Regions from separate parts of the Mus musculus genome. Here all the other regions are linked to region 7. Evidence: chromatin contacts called from public promoter capture Hi-C data. All regions are on one chromosome and are shown on one strand. The core of a region is the stretch at or near the end of the contact, and the rest is flanking DNA. Distances in the headings are between cores, read along the strand shown.

Region 1 (3,076 bases), core at 524-3,023, 2.9 Mb after region 7:
AATTTAAAAAACAGAAAAAAAAAACAATAAAAAAAAATAGAAGTGTCTTAAGGCTTCACTATATTCCCTCCATCATCAGAATGTGGAGGTGGAAGGTGAGCCTTGTGTGGTAAATGGAATCACTACTGATTGTTGAGAGTTTATGTGCTATGTGAAGCTTTCTAATTTTTATACATTGTTACTCAGTTAATTCCCAAACAAATCCTAAGGAGATAGTCGCTATTTCCCTACTTAAACAGAGGTAGAAACCAAGGCTCAAGACATCAGGAACTTTTCTAAAAAGGACAGAAGAAAGGGGGACCAAGCAGGTGACTTGAAATGGCCTGGTAGGTCTGGGCTCACAGCTGCAGCCTTTGCCATTCACCTCTGTGCTTGGTGGTACCAGGAAGACACAGGTCAGCAGACAGGTTGTGCAGGCTCCCCAGTCCTCCCCTTCCTGAGCCAAAGACCCACATTGACTGAAAGATTGTGTCAGCCCTCAGGACTGTCCCTGTGTCAGGAAGTGGCTCTCCGTAACTCATAGCAGTGGCCGTGTTGCCTCTCTTGTTCCTTGTTTCTGCTCCCAGCAGAGGTTGGAACAAAAGATCCAGGGCCTCTGGTTTCTACACCTTTGGCCCTGCAACTTGGTTTGCTGTTGTTCGGTACCAGAAGCCCCATCAGACCCAGCCCGTGTGAGTGGGAATGGGCGTTATACTCAGCAGTCACTAAAGGAGCTTGATTCATGCCAGGACCCTGCTCTCCCACACAAAGCCCTTACCCCACCCTCGCCCTGGTGCCAGCCACGCATGTGACAAATGTCTCCTATCGCATAATCCTGGATTTCAGTCCCTAGAGTTATTTAGGTCACTTATAAAGTGGGACACAATGGAACCAGGGATTGGCTCAGGCTACCCTATGAAGTCATCATTCCTATTTCTGCATCCTGAGGCAGCGACGTCCTCGCAGTGAGAAGGGAAGCCTGTGTGTGACCCAACTGGCCAGATGCCACCACCAACCCTGGGAGGCATTTCCACAATTTCCTCTTGAGGAAAACAGATACTCACAGCCTCTCGGCTCCGCCCTAAACGGGCCTCAGGAATTGATTCCGGCCATCGGAAGTGTGCTGGCTCTCATTCCTCCACCCATCCGTCCGTCTGTCCGTCCGTAGGTCCATTCATGCATTATTTATCCTGCCTGCCGTAAGCACACACTGGAGACAGCCATCGACTGAGTGCCTTTGCTCTTCAGAGAGATGAGGAAGAGGAAGGGAGCTTTCTCTTTGTTATTAAGGGAGGAGGCAGTCCAGCCAGGCAGGGGTCTCAAGTCCACCTTCATGCCAGATGAGCTCAAAGCTCCAAAGCTCAAGGACCGTGGTACTGAAAGTTTGTCCCTCCAGGATGATCCTAGTTTCAACATCTTCCCAGAGACCAGAGATCTTGTACCCAGCTGCAGCAGGCCCATAGGAACAGTGGGGTTGGGGGCTGCCTGGTCCCCAAGCTCTGTGGCTGTCACAGCTGCCTTTCTTTCCCACAGAGCACAGAACACTGATGTAGAGGGCCCTTTTTCTCTTTGTCCCTGGCTCTCTGACTCTTTATCAAGGTATATCCAGAAATCCATCCTTGTACCTATAACTGAGGATGCTGCAAATTCTGGATGAAGCAGGATCTAGAAAGAGCTCCATTCCCTGTACACGAACCCAGCATGCCACCTCAACTCATCTCATTATTCCCATGTCACAGGCCAGGGCCAGAAAGCATAGGCCCAAGAGGCTGAGACTAAGCCCAGAGTATATGGCAGTGACCTGGCTGAGGCTCTAAGGTCTTGTAGTGTGCATGTCTTCAGTGTGTCCTGACTGCTGTGCTATGCTATGTGGTGAACAGTGTCTTCAGAATGATGTCCTCAAGTGGTTTCTGGGCTAGTGTCTGATCAGCTTTTCAGCCATATTGCTCCATCTGTGTCCCAGTTCCTGGAAAGAGACTTCTTGTTCCCTGCCTTGGGGAAAGAGTAGGAAGTACCCTCCCTAACTGCCACCATTAACAACAAAAAGGCTGGTGTTGGCTGTGTGTGTGTGTGTGTGTGTGTGTGTGTGTGTGTGTGTGTGTGGTTTTTGTGTGGTTTTCAGGTGAAGGATACCTTCACCTGAATGTATCTTGGTAGTCTGCCACACTTTTTATTTAAATTCTATTGTTCATAGAAAGAGCAGCTTCCTGTTGATCACACAGTTTTCCCTAGAAAAGCCCTGGAATCCCATCGCTCATCAGCATAAGGGAAATGGAAGAGGAAAGTGTTTGTGGAGCTCAGGGTGGTGACTAGACAGGAAGAGGCTGCAGTTGGCCTCACACCCAGGCCTATGGGAAACCTACACCCACAGTCATCCTCAAAAACTGTGGGTTGCCTTGGGACCATGTATATGAGGTTCATGCTTGTGATATAGAAAGTTCTAGACTTTAAAACCATTTGCTCATTTATGAAAAACAAACAAACAAACAAAAACAAAACAAAGCTATCTGCTGAGTACCATCCTTAGGCCAGAAGCTGCTCTCTGCTCTCTGGTGGTTTTCATAGCAGATGTGAAGCGAGCAGCCAGGGTTGATCCTTCTTGGATGCAGGGTAGCCAGGTTGGGGGGCAGAGAGGGAGAGTGCCTACTGCATAGCAAGTGGGGCGCAGCAAAAAACCAAGAATCCACCTCCCATAAATGACAGCTTGGTGGACAGATTCTCTCTCTGTCTTGTGTGCTAACCACTGGATGGAAGCAACCCCATCCCTGAGGAGACATGAGATCTGGGGAAAGATTCAGAGCCAACACTGCTCTCTGTCTCAGTTCTATCCTCTGGGCATTGTAATTACCAACTGGCCGAGTTCAAGGTGCCATAGATAAGGAAGGAGGCTGGGACTGCAGCTTCCACTCTCCCAACCCAGTACAGCCTGCGCAGTGGGATGAAGCTGAAGGTGCCCTGTGTTGGAACGATTTCTATTACTTTTAAGAAGAAAATATCTTCTGACATTAGCTACCACACTAGCAGCTCATCTGTGCCCAACTGACAGGACTCCCTGGTACAAAAAAATAAAATAAAATAAATATCATATTCTGGAAAT
Region 2 (2,976 bases), core at 19-2,518, 2.7 Mb after region 7:
AAAAGGCTGAGACAAAAAGCAAAGTTGAATAGGAACAGATGAATAAAACAATATTGACTGGAAATACCTCAAATGTGAAGAAAGCACTGTAATAAATAATTCTGAGGCCCATGGGTTTCATGAGAGAAAATTTACATTAATGTCAATTAAAATACAAGTCAAGTTTAACAGAAAACAATGCTTTTGAAAGATAAAAAATTCCTTCTACAGACAAGACTGAAGGAAACCAAGAACAGCCATACAATAAACAAAGTTGTATGTCATAATTCCCATGCACCCCCTACACTCCATATTGGACAATGTAATATTTTTTATTACTGTCACTAAAAGAAAATTGATGACTTGCCAGATAGGAGCCACAATACCAGGATTTAAGGAAGCACCTTACTGTATCACCCATATTGCCATCCCACCCGAAAGTTACAAAAGGCTAAAATTATCTTCCTTTCAGAAATAGACCCATGCTTTAACTATATTACTGGAAATATTTCTAAGCCACTGACATTTTTATATTTACAGCCCATGACAAAAGTCTCACCTACTTTAACTCTAGTGTCACTCACTAAGCATTGAACATCTTGATTATATCTTTAATGCGCCATTCGCTCTGCAATAATCCACTGTACAAAAGCTGGCTGACTCTCAGACAACAGATAGGTGCATAGTAAATCAGCTGGCAAGGACTATTTTTCTAACCCCAATTCTCCGTGTGCTCAAATCCCAGTTTACCTATCTTTTCCAATGTGGCTTTCCTTCTTCTCCCCACCCCTCCTCATTTTGCTGCTTCCGCAGCACCCACCCCCTTGCTGTGGCTGCCTGGCTGGTTTTACCACTCCAATGGACCCCCGCTGCCGCCATCCAGGGAGAGAAGAGAGATGCCAAGAGCCTTCCAGAAGAGCATCTTTCTCTTGGCTCACTGGGGCAGAGGAAGGAACTCACAGGCCAATTTGCATATGCTTTTATTCCATTCCGCACCCAGCGAGCTAACTCTCTCTGGAAAGTCCCTTCTCAATTCCCTCCTCGTGGCAGCTAGGGAGGAAGCGGCTGAGCCGGAATAGAAGGTTCCAGCCCAGCCAGGCTGTGTCAGCATCTTAGGGCAGAAGCCAGCAGCTCCCACCTTAAAGCCAGCAGAGTCTAGACCCATGCAGATGCCCGCAGGGACCCTCTCTTAACCAGGCGGGCTGCTGACTACAGCTAGAATAGCCTGCACGTTCTAGAGAGTTCGTTGCAAGACGGAGTAAGCTCCAGCCTCCCCTGAGGAAGTGCTGGTCAGGCGCTGGGTCCCTGGCTTCCTGTCTGTACTCTCCCTAGCCTGTGGGGAAATCCCGAGAGCTTTGTCGGCTGCCCAACGAGCCTGTTGGCTTTTCAAGTAGGCGTAGGCAGAGTTTCGACCAAAAACCTCAATTTAACATTCGGATGGATAGATAGATAGATAGATAGATAGATAGATAGATAGATAGATAGATAGATAGATAGAGTAGCCTGTGTCCGGGTATTTTAAAAGAGAAAGAATTGGCCTCTGGAGAGGGGCAGGAGGCAGGGAGGGGATTGAGGGGAAAGATTTGTGCCTAGCTTCAGACACACGGTCCTGGATTGGCTCCGCAGGGGAACAAAGAGGTGCTTTCAACTACGAACTGACAGCTTAAAGTGAATGTGGACCTGGCAGGCAGGAAGGACGCTCAGAAATCCATTCGTTCCCAAGCATCCATCTGCAGAAGGGCAGTCCCTGTCTCTGTTGATGGCAGCAGCAACCTCTACATTTTAATGAGGTCCCACCAGACGGCAGGCAGGCACTCTAACAAGTGCTTCACAAACAAGATCTTTCCCGACTCCAGGGTTTTAATCTTTGGTGTGGTTAGGGGTCTTGCCTGAGGTCACAGAATCCTTCCGTGGGTACCCTTCGCTGCTTGTATCCCCAAGTCAGAAAACCCTTACAGGGTCTTTGGAATGTGCAATGACAAAGTTCAAATTCCCAGTCAAGATAAATAAAAATAGCCACCCTGGGAAATTACCCACAGGCAGAAAAGAGACAGGTCAAGATGGTTGCTGCCCTGAACTCTCCAGATGGTAACCATTGCTCATCTTGCTGGGGTAGTAACACTTTGTTTAAACTTCTCTTACACCTAGCTTTTTGGAAAGGAAATATTTGTTGAGCATCATTGAAAGTCAGACACAACGCCCTATTTAATCCTCACCACCACAACAACACACACACACACACATGTAGTTACTATTCTTAATCCCTGGGCTATAAGTAAGGAAATGGGGGATCTAAAAGATGCTTGCCCATGGTCACCCCGAAATTAGCAGAGCTGGGGTTAGAAAGGATGTGTGTTGTCTCCAGGTCTCTAATGTCCCCATATGTTACCTCATACCCCCACTCATGGAGTTCTACACCCTGGAAAGGGGCTTCCTTGGTGTAGTAGAGGCATAGCTCCAGGTATCGGAGTAGACTCTAAGCCAAATTTAGCATTCCCTGAAATCCTGGGTGTATGGAAGAGATGAAGCATCCTGGTAACCAGAAAGTTAAGGTAGAAGAGACCTACTTGTGAAGCTGTCTATAAAAGGCCAAAAGCTACGGCATGTCAGTGACAACCTTATTTTAAAAATGCTGAAACCATTTGGAGCCATTGGGAGCGGGGGCTGGGGAGTGGACAGACACGGATTTAAATGGAATCATCGGTGGGAGCTCTAGCCTGGCCAGTGTCTGCTGATGGTTCCACTACCCGGCTTGACATTGCTAACTCCTGCAACCCAGTGTCTCCTTCTCAACACCTAGGTTCCTTCACTGTGGCTTTCAGAAGCAGTCAGGAGGACGCTCAGAGCCAGATGTGTAACTCTTTGCTGCTAGCTGCACGGGTTTCCCATCGCCTTCCTTTTGCCACCGGAAGCAGAGACTAAAAGCAAGAAACAGGCTTTCATATATGAAATGTGAATTGAGCCTCCTCATTCCACTATAAAAATTGTAACACGGGG
Region 3 (3,065 bases), core at 227-2,726, 2.8 Mb after region 7:
TACAGGGCTAAAGAAGCCTCCATGCCAGAATGCGGTAAGCCCATGATCAACGCTTAGAGATTTTCCTATCTGATAGGGTCAAACATTCAAGCAGCTTGCGCTCACTGCCCCCTGGTGGATACTCATGGAACAACAGGTAGGGCATGGGCTGGTCCTGGGAAGCGTGGGCCCAGTGCTAACAAAATAAGGTTTATTTAATCATTCTCACTGAGTCCACCACAAATGCAATGGGGTGGGTAAGTGTCTAGAAACCAGGCAGTACTCTGTGGCCCAAACAGATCAACAGGTGGGCAGGGGTTCTGCCCGGGGTCCCCGCAGAAGGGTCAGCCTCTGAGATGGACTGGCACCTTCATTTGTAAACAGTTTTTTCTTTTCCTTTCTCTAAAAAAAAAATTTTTTTTAAACCAGGCATGATGATGAGAATCCCAGCACTCAGGAGGCAGAGGCAGGTGAATCTCTGTGAGTTGGAGGATAGCCTGATCTACATAACAAATGCCAGGCTAGCTAGGGCTACATGGTAAGACCCTCGTTCCTAGTCCTGTCTGTGGCTTCTTGAATGCCTTGAGAAGCTGGGCCTGTTTGCGGTCTTCCCTTTATGTAGGTACTGAAGAAGACCTAGAACTTGGTGAGCCTTTAATCCAAAGGCTCTCTCTCCTTCAATACACTCTTTGAAAAGCAGCTTCCCGCCTCACGGTTTTCGAGACAGGGTTTCTCTGTGCAGTCCTGCTGTCCTGGAACTTGCTCTGTCAACTGGGCTGGCCTGGAACTCAAAGAAGTCCGCCTGCTGGGATTAAGGCCTGTGCCACCAGACCCCAGTTCAGTGCATTCTTTGAAGGGCAGCTACCCCCTTCTGAAGCAGCCTGGAGAACCCCACCTCTGATCATGACAGTGCAGAGAGCTTCCAGCCCACACTGACAGACAGACCTTAGGTCTCCCCTGGCAAGTGCGTGTTGTACTCCGTTTACATAAGGGCTTTTCCTCTGCAGGTTGATGATCAAAATTATGGCAGGGGAGAAGTCTGACACCCATCTCAGACACAAATTTTAAAAGATGACCAAAGACTCAATAATATATACAGATAATATTTTAATAGAGAATGTTAGTAAATCAAGATTAATACAAAAACAAAGAGCAAAAGTCAAAGTTGGGATTGACAGGGCTGGAATTAGGGTGAGGTAAAGGAGAGACAGTGCGGGGGTGGGGGCGAGTCGGTTCTACAAGTACAGAATGCATCAAAGTTACATTGGAGGCTTGACAACCACCCCCCCAGCCTCCCCAGCTCCCCAGCCCCCCAGCCCCAACCCACTCTCTCCTATCCCCACCCCACTCTTCACCCCCACCATAATAGGAAGAAACGGCTTCCGGGCTGCATGTAATTCTTACTTGTGCCACTAGAGGGAGCACACCTACCGCACAAACCTCCAATAAGCCACAGGGGGCTGGAAAAACCAGCAGGCCTCTGCAGCAGACAGTTTCCTAGCCTCAGAGCCCAAGACAAAAGGGAGAGTCTCAGGCCAGGGTTCTAGGGTGGCTGTGATCTTGTGCTGGGAAAAAAGAAAAAGAAAGAAAAGGAATAAAATCAGTCTCACCTTTTCCAGACATCTGCACTTGGGACAGAGTTTTGAGCTCCCTGTTTGTGTCAGAGACCAGCCTGAGATGGGGCAGGAGTACCAGCTCTTGTTAAGCAAGAACGGGGTCCAGTCCTGAGTGTCTTGGGGTCCCCTGTGTGGTTTGGGTGATAACGTTTGTGACTTCAGCAAAATGAACGGCTGGGCCAGAAGATCTCAGGACCAATGTAGGCATCAAATGTTGATCTCTCTCTCTCTTCAAAGCAGTCAGGAAAGGACGACAACACACGCACAATGAGTAGCATTGCTGAGGGAATCAGCCAGCGTCTAAATCTCCACACTCAGGCCTCTGCTTCTACTGAAGACGTGTGTGTGTGTGTGTGTGTGTGTGTGTGTGTGTGTGTGTGTGTACACGCATGCACACACTGAGGCCAGAGAAAAATAGCGGGTGTCCTGATTTACCATTTCTCATCTTATTCCCTTGAGTCCGAATCTGTCACTGAACTTGGATCTCTGCTGATGACTGACAATCCCCAGCAATCCTCCTGTCTCTGTCCCCAATAGAACTAGAGTGACAGACTTGTGTTCATGCATGCCAGGCTTGTATGTGAGTTTGGGGAAAATCTGTATTTAGGGCCTTTTCTGCCCCTAACCTGCTTTTCTGGCCAATGCTTTTACACACTGAGCCATCTTCCCACCCCTCAGTGAAGACTTCTGTTATAACAAATCACTGTCAAATCTCCTGAGCTACACTAGAAATGGCGGCAACGTTTACTGAACACTGGCAGCAGGCCGCCTTTGATGTGTGCGGACTGCTCCACAGTTCACACTATTGTCAGCAGCTTCCAAGACCACCAACCTCACTTCATAGACACGGGGAAGCAGAGACCACAGATAGGGGGCCCCTGTGAGCAGGTCTGTCTACCCCATGCTTCCCAGCGGGAGGAGCCTGATAAACCAGAACTGTCTAGGCTTTGACAAGTTTCTGAGTAGGATAGAGTTGGTTCCGAGGGGGTCTCAGGTCAGACCTTTGAAGCCATTTGGTACCACAACCTACCCAGGCTTTCAGAGCAGTGGCTCGCCTCTCCTTGGGACCCTCTGATTCCATAGTCTGAGAGTCACAGACCCAGCTCCTTGCACATGGGTCTGATGACAGGAGACCCTACGTTAGTGTAGCTCCCTCACTCTTCAAGAGCTATACCCTTTCCCTGCTGTAGAAACAGAAGCCTAAAAAGAACTTTCCAGAAAAGGCCACAGATAGCTCAGGGAAAATGCCACACCCTCCCCCACCCCACATTTAAGACATTCTTCATCTACTTCCTAATTTTTTCCCCTCACATTAGTGCTAATTTAAAGACAAGATCAGAGCTGATGCCGTCATCACCACAGCCAGCTTCTTGTGTCTGCCTCACACAGAATCTTCCCGCTGAGGCTGGCAACCCTCCAGCATGGTTTCCTAGGGTGAGTCATTTACTACACAAGCAGAGCTGCACATGG
Region 4 (3,029 bases), core at 54-2,553, 2.9 Mb after region 7:
CTGATGTGGGTTTAGGAAATTGAACTCTGAAAGAGCAAGTATTCTCAACGGCTGAGCTATCTTTCCAGCGCAAGCTTTTTCTTTAATATTTGTTTTTTATGTATATGAGTACATTGTAGCTGTTTTCAGACACTCCAGAAAAGGGCATCGGATCCCATAACAGATGGTTATGAGGCACCATGTGGTTGCTGGGAAATGAACTCAGGACCTCTAGAAGAGCAGTCAGAGCTCTTAATTGCTGAGCCATCTCTCCAGCCCAAGCTTTTTCTTGTAGTAGTTCCAGCTGTAGAAGCTTCCAGTTGTGCAAGAGCTAGTGGAAGGAAAGGGGCAGCTTACCTTTATTAGAAATTCCGAGAGAAATATAACTGTGTGGCTGCTGGGCTCCGGATCTCTGTTGAGGCACCATATGGGACTCAGGGCGGCCATTTGACCTATCTATCCACATTCCCTTCATCCCAAGGCCATCCTTGAAACCGGGAAGTCCACACAGTCAGTGACTGGTTCTGCAGGCCAAAGAAAAAGGGATGGAGCCATTTAGAGAAGGAAAGAGGAGAAGAGGGATGTGTTAGACATATTTAGTCATTGCTGTGAAAACAGACCTGAAAAAAGTAGAGTTGTACAAGGGACATCGGGAGACCCTGTTTCAAACAAAACAAAACAAAACAAAAACAAAAACAAAAACAAAACACATCACCATAATAATGATATAATAATAACAATAATAATAACAATTTAAAAAATTGATGCTATCAAAATAAGGAAGTGGCTGGGTGGTCGTGAAGCATGCCTTTAGTCCCAACAAAGACATTGATAGGTAGATCTTTGTGAGTCTGAGGCCAGCCTGGTCTACAGAGTGAGTTCTAGGACAGCCAGGGCTACACAGAGAAACCCTGTTTTGAAAAACTAAACTAAATAAAAGAAGATACTAAGCAAGCCATTGGTATACACCTCCTGGATATTCCCTACTTCCTCACGCATGAGCCCTCAGCAGCCTCTGAGGACAGGAAATGGTGATGGTGAATAAAGGAAAGGCACTACGAGGGTCAAGCATTCCTGCCTTCTGCTTCTGGCTGGGCCATTTATTAACCTTCAACTGAGCCTTGTGGTACAGGTTGGTAGTTGCAGATACCCTGGCAGGCTGAGGCAGGAGACTCACAAATTCAATGTCAGCCTGCAGATTTTTAGCAAGATCCTGTCTCAACATTAACATTTAAGGAAAAAAAGGAGTACAAAGAAGTCACACCACTCATGTGTTCATGAGGTAGTTTGAGGTAGTCGCTGTTTGCTGTCGTGCACACCAGCCTAGTGGACTTTGAGTTTCCAGGAATTCTCCTGTCTGCCTCCTACACTGTAGGAACACTGTGTGCTATTATTCCTGGCTTTACATGAATTTGGGAATTTGAACTAAAGTCCTCAAAATTGTGTGACAGGTGATTTACCTGCTGAGCCATCGCTCCAGCTCCCAAAAGGTGTAATCTATCTAGATATGGTGGCCTATGGATTATAATCTCAGCACTCAGGAGTCAGCACTGGGCAGATCTCTCTTGGAGTTAGAGACCTGGTAAGACCATATCTCTGAAACGGAAAAGGACAAAAAAATTAATATTTAGTAAATCATAGAGAAAGCCACAGTTTGTGTGGAATGTCTCAGTCTGTGAGAAGAAAATTTTTTTGTTCAGATAGCTAAAAGGAAAAAATTGTCTTTACTCTCTATTTTTATTTTATTTTATTTTATTTTATTTTATTTTATTTTTGCTTCTGAGCATCTTGTCTGGATGTATGCTTATCACATGCATGTCTGTGATTCTCTGGAACTGGAGTTACAGGTGGTTGTGGGCTGTCATGTGAGTACTGAGAACTGAAGCCAGAGTCTCTGAGAGAGCTACAAGAGCTCTTAACTGTAAGGTAGAAAATTTAAGTTTGGCCCCCTAGACCACGTTGGAGCTAAGAAAGAAAAATAGTTGATCCCTGAAGCAGCCTGTTCTGAGAACTGGCTGACCACAGAACAGGTAATTACACAAGCCGGTTCAGTGACCCTGTTCCAGGACCTGGCTGACCACAAAAGTTAGATTAAAATCCTGAGAACAATCTTGAGAAGTAGCGAGTTTCCCCTTGTGATTTTTGGTACTCCCTTGTGATTTTTCTCTGGTATTCTCGGTATTTTCCAATAATGCCCTCCCTATCCCCTTGGGTTGTGGTTCTTTTCCTTTAAATACCCCCTCTCCCAGCTACTCAGGACGTCATGGTCCTCTACCCCTGTGTAGTGTAGGACTGTGGGCCCCAGAGTGTGACTGGAATAAAAGTCCTCTTGCAGTTTGCATCAAGACCCCTTCTGTTGAGTGATTTGGGGTGTCACCTCTCCTGAGTCAGAACATGGGGGAGTCCTCACGCTGTGGATCTTTCATAACCACTGAGCCACCTCTCCAGTCCATGCTCTACTCTCTTATGCTTAGCGTTTGGGAACTGCAAATTAAACTGACAAGAGACAGACTTATCAGGAGAAACAAAGCAAAATCCCAAACAAAACCCAAGTTTAACCAGGTACCCACAGGAGTTCGCAGAACCATGTGAGAGGTTATTACGGGGCTGAGGAAACAGGTTAGTTGGTAAGAGTGCCTCCTGCTCTTACCGTGAATACACGTTCAGGCCCCACCCAGCATATACACACTGTCTATAACTCCATTTCCAAGGCATGCCCTCTCTAGCCTCCAAAGGCATCTGCACACATATAGTATACATATGTACATTTAGGCAAAGACATTCAGACACTTAAGAATAAATCTTTTTTTTTTTTTTTTTTTTTTTGGTTTTCGAGACAGGGTTTCTCTGTGAAACCCTGGCTGTCCTGGAACTCACTCTGTAACTCTGTAGACCAGGCTGGCCTCGAACTCAAAAATCCGCCTGCCTCTGCCTCCCAAGATCTGGGATTAAAGGCGTGCACCACGATTGCCCAGCAAGAATAAATCTTAAAAACAGAGAGGGGGGTAGCTAGGTTGGGATGTAGCTCAGTGCTAGGGTTTGTGTAATAT
Region 5 (2,894 bases), core at 228-2,727, 2.8 Mb after region 7:
AGTACCTTTGTCAGACGGTGTGATCCATTTCAGAATTGACAAAATGAGCCTGGACATCGAACAACTAATTCTAGAAGATCTCAAAGCCAGCCCTCTTACAGTGGGCATTCAGCTTGCTGAGACTATGGCGTGGGTGACGGCAGCCACTAATGGCATTTGTGCAGTAACAATGTAAAAGGGAGAGAGAGCACAGAGGAGTTCCTGTTCTGCCGACCTTCGTGGTTATCCATGAAAGGAAGGAAGGAAGGAAGGAAGGAAGGAAGGAAGGAAGGAAGAAAGAAAGAAAGAAAGAAAGAAAGAAAGAAAGAAAGAAAGAAAGAAAGAAAGAAAGAAAGAAAGATCTAACCAAATTACTTTAAAAAAATTAAATAAACACCCGAACATTAAATATGGTCTGATAGGTTAGGAACTGAGCCAAGAAGAGAGAGGTCCTCCCACCTGTAGTGGGTTGGCCTGATGGTGCTTCTATATGAATGCTAATGTTGGTTCCTTAAGTCTGGTTGCCCAAGAAACAAGAGTCCTCATGTAGACACCCTGTGAAGTTGCCCCCAAATTATTTCTGACTGGTAAATTAAGATGCCGACAGCCAATAGCTGCTCAGGGTTTAGGATTCCCTGGCTGAGGGTCAGAAGAGGAGTCCTCATGTACTCACTATGTGACTTTGCCCCCGTGTTATTTTCTGACTGGTAAATAAAGATGCCGACAGCCAATAGCTGGGCAGAAGAGAGGTAGGCAGGCTTAGGATTCCCTGGCTGGGGGTCAGAAGAGGACCATGAAGAGAGAGGAGAAGTCGGGGAGAAAAGAGGAAGGAAGGAGGAGAAGCCTGCCATGGGTTGAGTGAGTCATTAAAAGGTGGCCCTGAGTTCTGGCCTTTTGGAGTTAAGAGCAGCCCAGATGAAACAGTAAGTAGTAACTCAGGTTATTGATAGGAAAGTAGAGTCCAATAGCATAGAGAGTAGGCATCTGCCCAGCTCTTGTGCCGTTTTAAGCTTCTTGCAAATATAAGTAATGTGTGTGTGTGTGTGTGTGTGTGTGTGTGTGTGTGTGTGTGTGTGTGTGTGCTATCTGGGAACTAAATGGTCAAAGGCAGGGTAGAAACCCTGGATTGGGATTAAATAATTTCCACAACACCCATCCTTAAGGACAAACTGACAGTGGCCCCTCCCTTCTCTGTGAGGGTTGTTACCAGGAAGCTGATGAGTTCCCAACACCACTGTGGATTATGAAGGAATGCAGTAGAAGGGCAGAGTGTCCTGCATAACACTTGCCTTCTAGATTTACTCTCTGGAGTTAACCTCAGTGTCTACTCCTGTCTCTCCCATGCTGCAGATGCGACAATCCTGAGAAATACCTAAGTACAGCCCATTTTTAGAATTATGTCAGTGCTCAAAGTCAGTAAAGCCTGCTGAGGGTTTCCTGCACCTCACCACACAGACTCTGAAGACACTCCTGTGGTAAGATGAGAGGAGAGCCCAGTACCCAGAGTGCACCAACCCCGGCTGCTTCTCCTGCCCCTATTCCTTCACCCGATATCTCCACATCACACATTTCCTTAGATGTACTTGTCTAAGACAGTTCAAAGGTTTCAAGTGACTAGAGTATAAAGTATAAATAAGATGGCCTGCATATGTGACACTCACACAAACAAACAAAAAACACATGTACAAACTTTCCATAATAATATCCATCTTGGCACAGATCAACCATATGTGGTCTTTTCTGACTTCTTTCTTAAATTAGTTCAGACAGATAATGATAGATTGTAACCAGTAGGTGTCACTCACTATCTGCAGGTTTGGGTGGACACAAACTTCTGAGATATGTTAACATTAAACATTTATAGAAAAGGTATTAGGGGCTGAAGACAGGGCTCAGCATTTAAGTGTATGTATTGCTCTTACAGAGTGTCTTAGGGTTTTACTGCCGTGAGCAGACACCACGACCAAGGCAACTCTTATAAGGACAACATTTAATTGGTCTAGCTTATAGGCTCAGAGGTTCAATCCATTATCATCAAGGTGGGAACATGGTAGGGCCCAGATAGGCAGGGTAGCTGAGAGTTCTACATCTTTAGCTGAAGGCTGCTAGCAGAATACTGACTTCCAGGCAGCTAGGATAAGGATCTTAAAGCCCACACCCACAGTGACACACCTACTCCAACAGGGCCACATCTTCTAATAGTGCTACTCCCTGAGCCGAGCATATACAGTCATACAGAAGATCCAAGTTCAGTTCTCAGCATTCACAGGAGTAGGCTCACAACCACCTGTAACTCCAGAGAAACTCTGTCTCACAAAACCAAAATAATGGTGATGATGACGACGATGACGATGATGACGACGATGACTGGCCAATTGATTGTCTCTTTTGACCTGCCCAACATTCGTTGGTTCATTTGCTGACTTTCATCATAGTGTCTTTATTTTGCATGAGACACTTTCCTTCCCGGCCTGCCAGTCCTTCTGGTCTGTTCTTGGCTAACCAGATTCAGCCCCGGTACTTTCCCTGGAATAAGGGCGGAAGATGCCGTCCGTGCTAGATGCCCAGGATGTGTCTAAATCTTCCAGGAACTGCAGCCAACAGTCAAAGGGGAAAGATCCCCGTTCCGTTGTTCCAGCTGCTAAACGCAGCCATACTCACTGCTCCCGCTCCACTCCTTGAGGCCGCACGTTCCCTGTGTTGGAGGCAACTTCCCATCACAAACCATCCAGAGCCCACTTCCTCTGCCTTCCAATATTAGGACTGAGTAATGGGGAAGGTTCCATTCCAGTTTTGTTACATGGTTTGGGGCAGCTCTTACTTCTTCTGGGCCTCAGTTTTCTCCACTCTACAATCAAACACTTGGAAAGGTTTTCTCTATAGAACCTTTTTGTTTTCCCCCAAAAAAGTCATAT
Region 6 (2,827 bases), core at 2-2,501, 2.8 Mb after region 7:
ATCAAAGCTAAAAAAAAAAACATAGAAAAACAAAACAAAACAAAACAAAAAACCCTCAGCCTAGACAGGGTTCAAACTTCTGTGTAACTCAGGCTGCCCTTGAACTCCTAACCCTTAAGCTACAGACAGCCTTCTGAGTGCTAATGTCGCAGGTATGCAGTACTATAGTAGCCTTTCAAAACTAAATTGTATTTTTAACCCGTAAAATTTTACTTGCGGCTTGATGATGGTGGCACACACCTTTAGTCCCAGCTCACAGGACTCTGTAGTCCTACAAGACCTCCCTCAGATCGCCAAGTTCAAGGCCAGCCTGGTCTACAGAGCAAGTCCCAGGACAGCTGGGGCTACACAGAAAAACCATGTCTCAAACCACAACAAATATCTATCTTGTAGAAAACTAGGCAGAAACTAAAGTCTTTTTCGTGTAATTATTTATTGACTGGTGACTTTCTAACGGGCCTAGTGGTAATCCTCTTTCGTGTCCTTTCTCATTTAATCATAATGTATCCCCAGCAGATTATTGTAGTTTGTATCCCTCTATTACCTAAAGCCAAGCTCTAAGTGGTTAAGACACTGGGTGAACAAAAACACCCAGGTAGTTGGTGGACTTGATTTTAAGTTAGTGGGATCACCAAAGGGCTCACAAAAATCAGCACAGCAGGATGTTATGCCATTATACTGCAGGCTCCAGAAAATGCCTTTCTGAAAACAAGTAAATTAAAAGGGCTTTCTATCCCGCAACCTGCCACAAGGACTGTTTCCCTGCAATGCTCAGCATGGATGCACGCTTAAGAGTACAATAAGATACTCACTGAGCCCTCTTTATAAAGAGGAACTCGTGCGTATCCAAGGGTGTCTTCTCTGGGGCTCCTGTGGGAATTGTTTGAAAATCTACCTCCCCATCGCAGGGCAGGCTGAAAAAGAAAGAAAGACAGGTGGAAGCGTCTGCAGGTTGGCAGGAGCAGCGCATGCGGAAGTCAGAACTTTCTGGGGGCGTCCTGGCCGCTGGATCCACGCGCGGCACACGCAGGTGGCGCCGCGTCCCCCGCGCTCCAGGATCAAGGGGGCAGGGTCACTGGGGATCGCCCCCAGAGTCCCAGGGAAGGTGAAGCCTAGCTTTCTGCCCGGGCGAGGGAGGAGGGTGGGCAGGAAGCGCAGCTCAGCGCCGGGGAAAGAAAGACTGCCATTCCCAGCCCCCCGCCCCGCGGGGCGCGGGGTGCTGGCGGCGCATGCGCGAGGCCCGGCCCCCAATTCCCCGAGCGAGGGAGGGAGGCCCCCGGCGGCCCGAACTGCGAGCCGCGGCGGGACCGAGCGCACGCAGGGGCGCGCCGGTGGCCGGGCGGGACGGGCTGCAGAGGCAGCGGTCGCGAGCACGCGAGGCCAGGGACCGGGCGGCCATCGGAGGGCACTACGTACCCGGTGCGGGAAGGGACCCACCACCCGCGGCCCCCCACGCCGGGACAGCGATGCGTGAGTCTGGCCCCGGCTCGAGGGCAGGATGTGCGAGCAGGACAAAGGCTAGGCGGCGGGGGAGGAGTTGGGGACTCTGAGCCAGTGACCCAGCCAGCCCTGGGAGAGCTACTACAGCCCGCAACTTTGCAACTTTTGCAGAGGGGCACATTGGATATTCTGCAAGTTGTTGCACACAGTTCCAGATAGCCCCAGGTTGGGCGGGCGGAGGGAGGGGAGCGGGGACACTGCTGGCTCTTCAGGACAGCGGGCGACAGCCAGCTCCACGGTGCAGGGCAGGAGGGGGCGCCCGTCCCGGACTGGGACAGGGACCGAGGAGGATCAGGGTCACTGAGGGCAGGGTGAAGGAAGAGTCTCCGATCGCTGAAGCTCCTGGTGTCCTCGCAGGGTGCGCCCCGAGATCCCGGTAGCTTCATAACTGCGGCGGTGATGGATGAGCCGTGGTGGGAAGGGCGCGTCGCCTCGGACGTACACTGCACTCTGCGCGAGAAGGTCAGTTCCTCCCCGCCCTTGTCACTCGCAAGGACTGGGTATTTAAAGTCACTTTCGGTCTCCTGTGGGTGTCTTCAGGATGCCCCGCATGGGAACTCAGCACTCTTGGTGCCCTTTTATTTGTGCGCCTGCTCTTTTACCTTCATGGGGAGTGTGGTCTTCTTCCAGGCAAAGGACCTGGAGATCCAAGAACTTGAAGTCGGTTTTTCACCAGCCACCTAAATGAAGAATAGTTCGTATCCCATTGGATTTCCTCCCGAGGTTACTTTACATGGTACAAGAATGGATTAAAAAAAAAATACTGTGTATCCATTACAGTGTGTAATTCAAAGACACATAATACCACCTACTATACATAATGCTGATTTTCCCTATCATTGTAATGATGTTGTAGCAATTTCTTTTAAAATATAATTACTAGACTAGTGCATAGCTCAGTGGTAAAGCAGATGCCTAAATAAATCTATGCAAACGTAGTAAAGTTACAGTTCGGTGTAAAGAAATATTAGGTAGATGGTGGGAATTCATTGTTAAGGCAGGAACTGAATGAAATTTAAAAGTCTGGCCTGGGGGCAGTCCTAGCACTGTGGAGACAGCAGAAGGATCTCCACAAGTTCAAGGTCAACTGAAGCGTCAGGAGGAGCTCCAGGAAGCACAGGGCTACACAGTGGGACACTTTGTCTCAAAACGAGAGAAAGAAAAGACACACTAGCCTTAACCGAAAGAGGTTGCAGACTAGAAAGCTAAGGGAGAAAACACAAACTCCCCTGCCAGTTGGCCTCCTGTGGTAGAAGGTGGGCTGGCTGAAACTTGATCCCCCTCTCAGTTCACCTCCTGTTGCTGAGGCTGCTGTTGGCCACTGGGA
Region 7 (3,160 bases), core at 307-2,806:
TTCCTGAGTACTGAGATTACAGACATGAGTTAGCACACTCAGTTTACCACTCTCTACTTTTCTTTTACTGAACTGGGGAAATGCATTAAGCCTACACGAATACATGCTCATACGCACACACCTTTGGTCACATGCCGTCACCAGTCTGGAACTGCAAATACATTCGAACTTTGGCTAAGGCCCAGCCATTTGGAGATAATATTGAATGTGCATCACGCAAATGTAAAAATTTCCCATTATCAACTGGTTGTGGTGGCTCAGATCTTCAATCCCAGCACTCCTCGAGGCAGAAGCATCTGAGTCCAAGGCCAGCCTGGACAACACATACTGAGTTCTAGTTTGGGTTTCTATTGCTGTGTGAAAACATCAAAGCATTGTTTGGCAGGAGGTACTTAGCTTACCATTTCCACATCACTGTTCGCCCCTGAAGGAAGTTAGGACAAGACCCTGGAGGCAGGAGCTCACACAGGCCTTGTGAAAACTGCTTAATTCCTCAGCCAGCTTTCCTAAACAACTCAGGACTATAACAGCCCAGGGGCTCCGTCCTCCCAAGTCAATCGCCAATTAAGAAAAGGCGCTACAGGTTCACCTAATAATAGCCTAATCTTATGGCGGTATACTCTTAACAAGAATCCCTCATCTCAATAGGGACTCCCTTATCTCTAGTAACTCTAGCAAGCACAGGACCCTCCCCCAAATTAAAAGTTTGCATTAAAAAAAAAAAAAAAACTGGCCACATCCTAGGCGTTTTTATATCAGCAAGACACATTAGTTCATCGACTGTGCTGGATACATTCTGTAGGTCAGTAAGTACTTAACGGGCTTGAAACACGGGACCGTGGACCAGACTTGGAAACATGCTGGGGGAAGTTTACCAGACATGCAATTTCTTTCAGCAGTCTTCCACCACGCAAAATACAGCGGTTCAGAAAACGTAGAAGCTAAAAGCCCAACACTGGAATTCCTGCTCAAACCTTCCTGAATAAACTCGAGGCGGTGCCCGTCTGCCTACCAGGGAGCCTGAGCGTTCACAGCACCGCACAGTCGGAAATCCTGACAGCCTTAAAAGTGCCTCAAGGAACCCGCCCCGTGCAAACTATGAATTCACCAAGTTGACCCCGCCGACACCGCCATTTATGGAAAGTCACTCTCCCCCTGTCCTTAAAGATCCAGGAACACAAAACAAAGATGATGACTACTGAAACGGGAGCCAGCCCGCGGGAGGCGGCGGGAGGCACCGGGAGTCTCCACCTCCGCGCTCCCCGGGCTGCAGCGGGCGTGAGCGCAGCCCTACAGGGAGAGAGGTAAACAAACTCAAAGGCGCCACCCCGGCTCCATGCCCCGAAGCTCACCTCCACCAGCTGGCAGCAGCCGGGGACGAAGTGGATGGAGAGCTCCTTCTCCCGGCCCACCATGCCCGCAGTCTTTGCGCCGCTTCAGTCGCGACCGCAAGCTCCACTAGCGCAGCACTGCCAGGGGCCGCAGCGCCCGCGCCCTTGGCCCTCCTCCCCTAGGCCCAGGCCGACCCCGGCTGCCGCTTCCGGCTTCCGCCGCCCTGGCCGCGCCTGTTGATTGGCCGCCTCTCGCCACGCGTTCAAAAAGGGGCGGAACCTCAAGGGACGCTGTCAGCCCATGTGCCAGTTCTTAAGGAGATAGAGCGTTAGAACGCAGGCACTGGTGCCAAGCGATGGATGCAGGCTTCCTTGGGTTTAAGAGTGTTGGCTTTTTTGTTTGTTTTTTTAAAATCTCTCCTACTTATTCCTTCTTAGTGAAGGGTAAGGAATCGATTCGCCTAGGTTTGCAGACTGCGAAATGCCTAGGAGTCAACCAAGCATGTATTATAGAAAATAGACTAAAACATCTGTAAAGTTAGGAGGCAAGAAGGTAAGGGTTGTCCCGTGAACACAGAGCTAAGGCTGGACTGAGTTGGTTTTAGGCAGTCCGAACCTCAGGCTGGCCTTGGGCTCAGAGAAAGACCTGCAATTTCTGATCCTCTCTAGTTTCCTTGTCCAAAGGCATCAAAGGGTTACAGGAGTGAACAACCAACCTAGGCAAGGTGCGGTTCGTCCTTTAAGGCAAGAAGAAAGAATAAAAATAGGACTGTGCTCAGAGTCATTAACATCCCTGAAAGCTATGTTTTTCTGGAATGCTAAAAAAAAAATGCTGTGAAGTTTGAAAACTGTTTATTTTTAGCTAATTAAAAATAAAAAGGTGTGGGAGAGAATGTTACTTTCTAAAAGGCAGGTTCTTCGTATTTCCCCCCCCGCAGAACCACAGGAGAAACTCAACTGTGCTAACAAGCCCAGTCAACTTTTAAGTAGATTTAACAGGCGTCCTGGCTGCCCTTTGGAGGCTTCACTTAGGGGACGACGACGCCCGGGGCTGCTGGAGCCAAGCCAAGGAGGAGCTGCTAAGACTTAAAATGAGGGAGCCAAGGAAGGGCGGAATGCCAGGCGCTCCTTCCAGCCCTGTGTGGTTGTTCAAAAGTTAATCAGAAACAACAGCTCGCAGGGTCTGACTCAGCTCTCAACTGTAACCTGCAGGTTACAAGCTCCGAAGCACAGCAACAGGCAAGCCAGTGAAATTTACCCTGAAAAAAAGCCCGGGCACACTTTTTCTCCGCCCACTCTCTACCCAACAATCTATTCCCATCCAGACACCCACGATAAGGGATTTCAAAACTCGCCCCAAAACGTGACCACTGCCTGAATTACCCCCAAAGGCCTCATTTTCAGAATCCTTTTGGTTTATTTTTAGACTAAGGATTAAGCTGCCCCTTGGGAAAAGTTTTCCTCAGTCAGGTGATAGTTTTTCTCCCACCCCCCCACCCCACCCCCCCCCACTAAAGAATTTATTCCCTCACTCTTTGGAAGAGCAAACAAAGGCAGCCTAAGGCTCCCTACTTTTCGAATTTTTTTTTTATAATCCGGGTCTTATGGTTATTAAAAGGGCTAGCTATCCCAACACTAAATTATAATAATAATTAGAAGTCCGAGGGAGGGACAAATCCAAGATCCCTCATCCTAATTAAAAGTGAGAATATTTCAAGTTTCTGGTTGATGTGTGTGTAGTTTGCTTCCTAGAGGGGATCATAAAATGTACTCAATAGGAAGACTCAAAATTTTCCACAATTAGTGTGATTCTCAGAGCAACCTTGTGA

What was found. Promoter capture Hi-C pulls out the DNA fragments that hold promoters and counts their contacts.
Region 1: a promoter capture Hi-C map of cranial neural crest shows a contact between it and region 7. The contact joins the enhancer-like site here to the promoter of Mat2b in region 7. A contact is called at or near these places in 6 of 39 promoter capture datasets (cranial neural crest, hippocampal neurons, liver and 2 more) and 4 of 115 datasets of contacts at active chromatin or transcription factors (astrocytes, embryonic forebrain, embryonic stem cells and 1 more).
Region 2: a contact with region 7 is called in a promoter capture Hi-C map of pre-B cells, with 21 times the contacts expected there. The contact joins the enhancer-like site here to the promoter of Mat2b in region 7. A contact is called at or near these places in 10 of 39 promoter capture datasets (the C10 cell line, cranial neural crest, embryonic stem cells and 6 more), 3 of 484 Hi-C or Micro-C datasets (B cells, Th1 cells and group 2 innate lymphoid cells), 4 of 115 datasets of contacts at active chromatin or transcription factors (large pre-B cells, memory CD8 T cells and stem cell-derived neural progenitor cells) and 1 of 9 other capture datasets (liver).
Region 3: a promoter capture Hi-C map of hippocampal neurons shows a contact between it and region 7, with 9 times the contacts expected there. The contact joins the enhancer-like site here to the promoter of Mat2b in region 7. A contact is called at or near these places in 5 of 39 promoter capture datasets (cranial neural crest, hippocampal neurons, liver and 2 more), 3 of 115 datasets of contacts at active chromatin or transcription factors (astrocytes, embryonic forebrain and embryonic midbrain) and 1 of 9 other capture datasets (adipose tissue).
Region 4: a contact with region 7 is called in a promoter capture Hi-C map of liver, with 5 times the contacts expected there. The contact joins the enhancer-like site here to the promoter of Mat2b in region 7. A contact is called at or near these places in 4 of 39 promoter capture datasets (the C10 cell line, embryonic stem cells, hippocampal neurons and 1 more), 4 of 115 datasets of contacts at active chromatin or transcription factors (astrocytes, embryonic stem cells, large pre-B cells and 1 more) and 1 of 9 other capture datasets (embryonic stem cells).
Region 5: a contact with region 7 is called in a promoter capture Hi-C map of the HPC-7 cell line. The contact joins the enhancer-like site here to the promoter of Mat2b in region 7. A contact is called at or near these places in 11 of 39 promoter capture datasets (the 3T3-L1 cell line, 3T3-L1-derived adipocytes, the HPC-7 cell line and 8 more), 2 of 484 Hi-C or Micro-C datasets (the G1E-ER4 cell line and LSK cells), 13 of 115 datasets of contacts at active chromatin or transcription factors (the SCID.adh cell line, acute myeloid leukemia, differentiating embryonic stem cells and 8 more) and 2 of 9 other capture datasets (adipose tissue and embryonic stem cells).
Region 6: a promoter capture Hi-C map of pre-B cells shows a contact between it and region 7, with 5 times the contacts expected there. The contact joins the promoter of Ccnjl here to the promoter of Mat2b in region 7. A contact is called at or near these places in 8 of 39 promoter capture datasets (cranial neural crest, embryonic stem cells, hippocampal neurons and 5 more), 1 of 484 Hi-C or Micro-C datasets (the HL-1 cell line), 5 of 115 datasets of contacts at active chromatin or transcription factors (astrocytes, cardiomyocytes, embryonic stem cells and 1 more) and 1 of 9 other capture datasets (embryonic stem cells).

The regions. Positions count from the first base shown.
Region 1 is chr11:43,568,883-43,571,958 of GRCm38.p6, forward strand. The region is part of intron 3 of Ccnjl (cyclin J-like); the gene reads left to right. Among named protein-coding and RNA genes, the nearest start is that of Fabp6, 31 kb to the right of the region's middle. Within about 2 kb of position 1,774, at least 72 of the 459 cell types and tissues checked have an H3K27ac peak or open chromatin away from gene starts, as enhancers often do.
Region 2 is chr11:43,384,248-43,387,223 of GRCm38.p6, forward strand. No RefSeq gene overlaps it. Among named protein-coding and RNA genes, the nearest start is that of Mir146, 11 kb to the left of the region's middle. Within about 2 kb of position 1,269, at least 295 of the 459 cell types and tissues checked have an H3K27ac peak or open chromatin away from gene starts, as enhancers often do. A contact at or near this core is called in B cells, Th1 cells, group 2 innate lymphoid cells and 5 more, where this site is marked.
Region 3 is chr11:43,492,770-43,495,834 of GRCm38.p6, forward strand. No RefSeq gene overlaps it. Among named protein-coding and RNA genes, the nearest start is that of C1qtnf2, 20 kb to the left of the region's middle. Within about 2 kb of position 1,477, at least 52 of the 459 cell types and tissues checked have an H3K27ac peak or open chromatin away from gene starts, as enhancers often do. A contact at or near this core is called in hippocampal neurons, where this site is marked.
Region 4 is chr11:43,637,363-43,640,391 of GRCm38.p6, forward strand. No RefSeq gene overlaps it. Among named protein-coding and RNA genes, the nearest start is that of Fabp6, 37 kb to the left of the region's middle. Within about 2 kb of position 1,304, at least 4 of the 459 cell types and tissues checked have an H3K27ac peak or open chromatin away from gene starts, as enhancers often do. A contact at or near this core is called in liver, where this site is marked.
Region 5 is chr11:43,450,689-43,453,582 of GRCm38.p6, forward strand. No RefSeq gene overlaps it. Among named protein-coding and RNA genes, the nearest start is that of Slu7, 18 kb to the left of the region's middle. Within about 2 kb of position 1,478, at least 17 of the 459 cell types and tissues checked have an H3K27ac peak or open chromatin away from gene starts, as enhancers often do. A contact at or near this core is called in the HPC-7 cell line, where this site is marked.
Region 6 is chr11:43,527,498-43,530,324 of GRCm38.p6, forward strand. It overlaps Ccnjl (cyclin J-like), which reads left to right and starts at 1,252. Exons shown (of 6, transcript NM_001045530.2): 1 at 1,252-1,470; 2 at 1,858-1,962. The coding sequence starts at 1,900.
Region 7 is chr11:40,691,126-40,694,285 of GRCm38.p6, forward strand. Mat2b (methionine adenosyltransferase II, beta) reads right to left here and starts at 1,557. Exons shown (of 7, transcript NM_134017.2): 1 at 1,353-1,557. The coding sequence starts at 1,415.